Linked DNA regions of Mus musculus: region 2 is linked to region 1. The links are chromatin contacts, called in public promoter capture Hi-C maps. All regions are on one chromosome and are shown on one strand. Each heading gives the region's core, a stretch centred on a gene start, on an enhancer-like site or on the middle of the called end of the contact. The rest is flanking DNA. Distances are from core to core; before and after follow the strand shown. Region 1 holds the start of Laptm4a (lysosomal-associated protein transmembrane 4A). Region 2 has its middle 20 kb from the start of Gm38407.

Region 1 (3,184 bases), core at 221-2,720:
GAAGCAAGGGGGTCAGAAACTGAAGAGCATCCTAAGCTACATAGTGAGCTGGAGGCTAGGTTGCGATCATGTCATAAAACAAAAATAGAAAGGAAAAGAGAAAGAACGGGGAAGGGAAATTGAGACTATGAATTAAAGAGGGGCTGGGAAGATAACTCAGTGGTTAAGAACACTTGAGGACCTGGGTTTGGTTCCGAGTACCAACATGGAGGCTTACAACCAGTCGTAACAACAGTTCCTGAGAATCCAACACCCTTTTCTGGCCTCCAGTGGGCACTTTACCCACTGAGCCATCTCCTTATGCCCAGTCCATGTTCTTAACAGACATATATAGTATATTTTCATTAATAAACTTCTAGCATTGTCTACTGGCTTCAATTATGGTAGGCAAAACACTCATATACATAAAACACAGTCTTCTAAAAAACCAAGTGTTTTCTGCTCTTTCAGATGCCTAGAGTTCAGTTCCCAGGACCCACATCAGGCAGCCTGCAATTTCAGCTCCAGGGGGATCTTATGTCTGCTTCTGGCTTCCTCTAGCGACTGCTACACATGTAGCGTTTTTTCACTCACACACATATTCTAGGAACCTTAAAGACCCACAAATCCTGCATCCCCCTCATTTGCTTCCTCATACACTAGGCTAGCTGGCCAGAGAGCTTGCAGGGATGTCTCCTCACTCAAGACATCTGTCTGGCTGTAACAGCTGGGTTTTACAGAAAGGTAAAGCCACAGCGTCTGGTTTTCCATGAATCCTCACGATTGCTTTGCAAGCACTTTACCCACTTACCACCTCTTCATATATACTATATTTTCATTAATAAAATTCTAGCATTGTCTACTGGCTTAAATTATGGTAAAGGCATGGATTTTGTCCTGACATCTCTTCCCTTCCTCTTTCCAAAATACTTTTGAGGTTCTTTGAAATTATTCAGTGTTTATTTGATTATGCCTATTATCCACAGCTGCACACTATGGTACAGTTTCATTCCTTCTCAAGGTAGCTACAAGCCTTGTTTGTTTGTTTGTTTGTTTTTGAGACAGGGTTTCTCTGCATAGCCCAGGCTGGCCTTGAACTCAGAAATCCACCTGCCTCTGCCTCCCAAGTGCTGGGATTAAAGGCGTGCGCCACCACAGCCCGGCTGATAGCCACAAATCTTAAAACAAATACAAAATAAATTCAGTCAAAAACTTGACTCAGTTAATGAGGATCATAAGATGTTAGAAGGAACTATAGAGTGAATATAAAGCACCCATTGTTGAAGTAAAAATGATAACTGAATCACCCAACTTATGTCAAATGGCTTTCTCTGAGAAGAGGTATGAGTCAGTGAGTCTCGTGTAACATGCTGTAGAAATGTCCAGCATCCCACAGAAAGTTGAGGCTCACTCTGGCATCAGAGCATGCAGAAAAGTGTGGCTTGTTTCTCACTTAAGACACACTCTCTCATTCTCTATTTTTTTTTTTTTTTTTTGCTTGTTTTTCTGGCCTATTTCAATGTCCTTCACAATCTTTCTCTTCAAGAAGAAAAAAAAAATCACTATTATCTGTATAAACTCAACAGCTAAGCGGTTTCTCCACTTTATCATGCTGTCATTTTCCTTAATCCCTTGGCCTTTGGCAGAGTCCAGTGGTATTTATTGGCTCCCTCTAAGTAGGCTTCAGAGAGATGGGGGAAGGACAGAAATCCAATCCTTTAGCCTACTTGCGAGCCCTCCTTTCTGGTCTGAGCCTAGAGGGCCACGCCAGAATGGTAGCCACGCCCCTTCCCGCAGGCACGCCCCGACAGGCCCAACAATAGAGCACGAATACGTCACGTGGGCCTCGCAGTGACAAAGACAACGTGGCGAAAGACAGCGCCAAAAATCTCCGTGCCCGCTGTCTGCCACCAACTCCGTCTTGTTTCACCCTTCTCCTCCTTGCGGAGCTCGTCTGGGAGACGGTGAATTACCGAGTTACCCTCAATTCCTACAGCCCCCGACAGCGAGCCCAGCCACGCGCACCGCGGTCAAACAGCGCCGGAGAGAGTTGAACTTTTGATTGGGCGTGATCTGTTTCAATCTCCACATCTTCTCCAATCAGAAGCCAGGTAGCCCGGCCTTCCGCTCTTCGTTGGTCTGTATGTGGCAGAAGGCGGAGGGAGAGATTCCGAGCCGACGTCCCGCGAGAGCGGCGCCGGGCGCCCAGAGCGCAGGCGCACAGGAGTTGGCAAGGGCCCGGGCCGAGGGCGGGCCAGAAGACGCGTCCTTTGGCTGTGGACACCGTCGTAGAGTCGTCTGGGTTGAACCGCTGGGCCGAAAGCTTTTGTCAGGGGCCTGGGCGAGAACGAGGCCCGCGAGGTTCCGGATGGTGTCCATGACTTTCAAACGGAGCCGCAGCGACCGGTTCTACAGCACCCGGTGCTGCGGCTGTTGCCATGTCCGCACCGGGACGATCATCCTGGGGACCTGGTACATGGTAAGGGCTGGCTGGCAGGGCCGCTCCACCAGGCCAGTGCGCCTGCGCGACAAGTGGGCCTGGTGGGCAGGGGGCGGGGACGTGAAAGTTGTTGGGGCGCTACTTTTCGGGGTGCTTTTAACTGTGAACTGAGGCTTTACGAGATGGGGCTCCCCAGGATTTGGGAGGGGATGGGAATAGGATCGTCATTTCGGGTTCGGGAAGTGCGCAACCCTCATCCCGCCCCACCCCCCCATCGAAACAATTATTGTCCCGCAGTTATGCAGCCAGTTCGGACGTTTTGTCCGAATCGAAAGCGAAATCCAGTTCGGGTGCCTCCTGCAGTTTTTGTTGAGGCGTTCGGTGATGTAGCCAGAGGTCTCTGTTTTGAGTCTAGACGTTAGCCAGAATTTACAGTGGGTCAGATTTTCCTCATTACACCCCCTCCCTGCCTTGTCAGGTGGGTTTTCATCCCAAGGCCGCCTTGGTTTGGAAGAGATGTTTATTGAAAGCCTGCTATGTCCTTACTGACATTTTCTGGGCTCCAGGATCTGTGTGATTCTGTCACAGCAGATGGACGGGCTTGTTGGTTCCATATTCGGCAGAAAGTCTTGTGACTTAAAAAAAAAATTAGTTCCCAGTATCTGTTCATATGAACTTATTTGTTGCGATTTCCAAACCCGTGATTTTTTAAAGATAGTTTTAAGCAATTAAACTTTGCCGAAGCTTTGAGGAACATGTTTTGCT
Region 2 (3,239 bases), core at 182-2,681, 1.5 Mb after region 1:
AGAGCAAAACAGCAGCTACCATTTCCATATCTTTCTTCCTATCTAGAGGAGGAAAGTGAGACTTGACAAGTAAATGTCTTCCAAGTATCATGAACTCATGAATTCATTCACTTAACCACAATTTACTGAGCACTTGTTGGAATTTACCTTGTGTATCTATCATAGATAAGGTGACAGAAGAAAATACACTTCACAGACTTATTGGAGCAGCAGCAGGATAAACCATTTAGAGCCTAGGTTCTGTATCTATGGGGGTTTGCCTCATATATTAAGCTCTGTGTCTTTGGACTACTTTTCTTATGGCTGTGATGAAAACATCTGGCCTAAGCACTTTAAAGGAAGAACAATTTATTCTGGTTCACAGTTCCAGGACCCAGTCTACCACAGCAGAAGACTGAAGCAGCTGGTCACATTGTGTCCATCATCAGGAAGCAGAGGGGGACTGACTTGCTCTCACTGGTGTTTGATCCAGGACCCCTTATAATGGAACGAGGCCATGTATGTCTAAAGTAGGTCTTGCCACCCTAATTCACCCAGTCTAGAACATCTCTTACAGGAATAATGCCCAAAAGCTTGCCTCCTCATTGGTTTTCGGTCCTGTCAGGTTGACAGTATGAAGCAACCATTTCAGCATCCATAGTGACTATATCAGCTGCCTTCATTCACAGAGCTTGAATTGGAACAAAAGAAGGCGTGGGTAAAGCATGGAATTAATTAAACCAATAGGGCTGAGGTGATCAGGGAAACAGGGATGGTAGAGATGAAAAGAAACACAAAGGGTGAGTTTACAGGGACACATCAGGCAAAAACATGAAGGACATGAACCGGTAGCTCAACCAGAGGAGAAGCTGTTTGCTTCCTTTTCCACCTGTGGCACTGGGTGTAGGAGCTGCGTGGCCAAGGCTCTAATCTCAGCTTGGTGCTCCCTAGTGATGAGCCATGGATCAGGTTACTTTATCTCAGCAGCATACAAATGTAAGCATGGATAGGGTACTGTGTAAAGTCACTCAGTCAAGCTTGGCACAGTGTAAAACTCTGGAGATTAGCCATGTCAATATTTATTTAGATGCAGAAGACCTGAATTCAAGCCTAACTCTGTGCTTTCTCGGCTTTATGAGCCTGGACATTTCTGAGACATCTCCGAAGGGAAGTTAATGATCCTTGACTAAGGTCCAGCATTGTTTGTAGAGTCTGACATCACAGATGTGCAACTGTCCATGCATTTTAAATTGTTGTGCAGATATACAAGATTCTCATTGTTACGAAACAAATAATCTTAAGGAGGCCCTATCCAGTTTCTGGATAAACTGACAGAAAATGAATATATTTCATAGATTTGGCTGAGTTGGAGCAGCAGCCAACTGAGCTATTCAGAGACCAGGGTCTGAAGAGACAAAGGATTCCATATGGAAAGTCTCACATAGGACCTCTTGCTCTTTTGTACCAGTTAAGTGGGCTGCTGGTGGTTCCCGAGACCTCTAAACACCACCTGGAACACATTTCCTTTCACTGACTCTGCTTTGTCAGTTAGGACCCAGCATTATTTAGCAGAAAACGAAGGTCATGCGAGAGGGCAGACTGCAGAGAGGACTTCCAGGACTTACAGCCAGCTAAGCATATGTAGCATCCCACCAATTTCCTGGCATGGCACTCTAAGTGGACGGAACTAGAGGCACATTAGTAACAAAATAGCTGGTTTTGTATTGTTTTAGCCTGTTAGTTATTTCATATTTGAGTATGTACAAGTGCAGGAAGTTATATGTGATTTCATATGGAGTAAGGGTACGCATATGCTGTGTGTGTGTGTGTGTGTGTGTGTGTGTGTGTGTGTGTGCGCGCGCGCGTGCGCGCAAGCGCAAAGTTGAAGTAAAGCTTTAGATGTCGGTACTCAGCTTCTACCATATTAGAGATAGTTGGGGGTTTTGTTTGTTGGTTGATTTTGGGTTGGTTTTTGTTTGTTTGTTTGTTTGTTTGTTGTTTTTCCTATTTGGTTGATTCCTGCAAGTACCAGGGCATCTGGCCTGCTAGTTTCTGAAGATTTTTCTGGTCTGATCCCCTTATCTCCCTGCAGAAGCACTGGGCTAATAGGCACACACTACTCCACCAACCCTTTATACAGGTCCTCATGACTGTACAGAAAATGCTTATCTAACTGAGCTATCCTCACAACTATGGCTTTGTAACAGGGTCCCACTCCATGATACAGGCTGCACCTTGAACAATTTATCCTCCTGCCTCAGCCTCCTGAGCACTGGGATTATAGGGATGTTCCACCACACCTGGCTTATACATATCTAATGCTTTTTTATCTTTTTGAATTATTTAAGATGAGGTTAAATATTATGAATCCCATCTGCCCCAAGTACTTTGCTCAGCACAGCTGCAAATGCATCATCTTATTTAATCTTCAAGATGTCAATAGGAGGCTGGCATTGCTGTCTGCACTTCACAAATGAAGAAACGAGTCTAGAGTAGCCTTGCAGCCCCACAGAGGTCACAAACTCCACGCTCATTCCATTCTGCACAAAGAGGAAATGAAGCTCAGAGAGTTTGGAGAACTTGTTCTGGGATATTATGGCTGATAGAATGGGAGACAGATATGAAAGGGGGGAGATCTGAATCCAGGATGATCAAGCCTTTCATCTTGATGTCTTCCAGACAGCATGAGCTGTGTGCTATGCAAGACAGGCTTCCTCATCCTTCAGCTGTTGTCACTACTGTGATACCTGAGTTAATTGGCTAGCCGACATTCACCAGTGAAGCTGTGTACTTTACCTGCCATAACTCAGACTCAAGCTAACAAGAACTCATCTAGGAAAGCTGGAAAGATGAGTTTATGGCAAACATGCAACCATAAACAAGCAATATAGGGCTCTAAATGCCAACTGTCTGTCCTTTGGCCTCTGTGGTGTTTGTCATCTCTGCAGAGAAGCATCATCTCATCTTCATGGTCTTTGGTTTTTGTTTTTGTTTGTTTTGGGGTTTTGTTTGTTTGTTTTACTTTTCATCTGAGCCTCTGTTTGAGGCTTTGTATGACCTCTCTAATCTAGAATAGCTTCTGCATCCATTTTTCTTTTTCTTTTTTTATTGGGTATTTACTTTATTACATTTCAAATGCTGTCCCCTTTCCTGGTTTCCCCTCAGAAAAATCTCTATCCCCTCACTCCTCACCCTGCTCACCCACCCATTCACACCTGGTTCCTGGCCCTGGCATTCCCCTGCACCGGGGCATAGAGCCT

The links. Promoter capture Hi-C pulls out the DNA fragments that hold promoters and counts their contacts.
Region 2: a contact with region 1 is called in a promoter capture Hi-C map of cranial neural crest. The contact joins the enhancer-like site here to the promoter of Laptm4a in region 1. A contact is called at or near these places in 4 of 39 promoter capture datasets (cranial neural crest, hippocampal neurons, macrophages and 1 more) and 1 of 115 datasets of contacts at active chromatin or transcription factors (astrocytes).

The regions. Positions count from the first base shown.
Region 1 is chr12:8,919,837-8,923,020 of GRCm38.p6, forward strand. It overlaps Laptm4a (lysosomal-associated protein transmembrane 4A), which reads left to right and starts at 1,471. Exons shown (of 7, transcript NM_008640.2): 1 at 1,471-2,458. The coding sequence starts at 2,123.
Region 2 is chr12:10,425,195-10,428,433 of GRCm38.p6, forward strand. No RefSeq gene overlaps it. Among named protein-coding and RNA genes, the nearest start is that of Gm38407, 20 kb to the right of the region's middle. Within about 2 kb of position 1,432, at least 8 of the 459 cell types and tissues checked have an H3K27ac peak or open chromatin away from gene starts, as enhancers often do.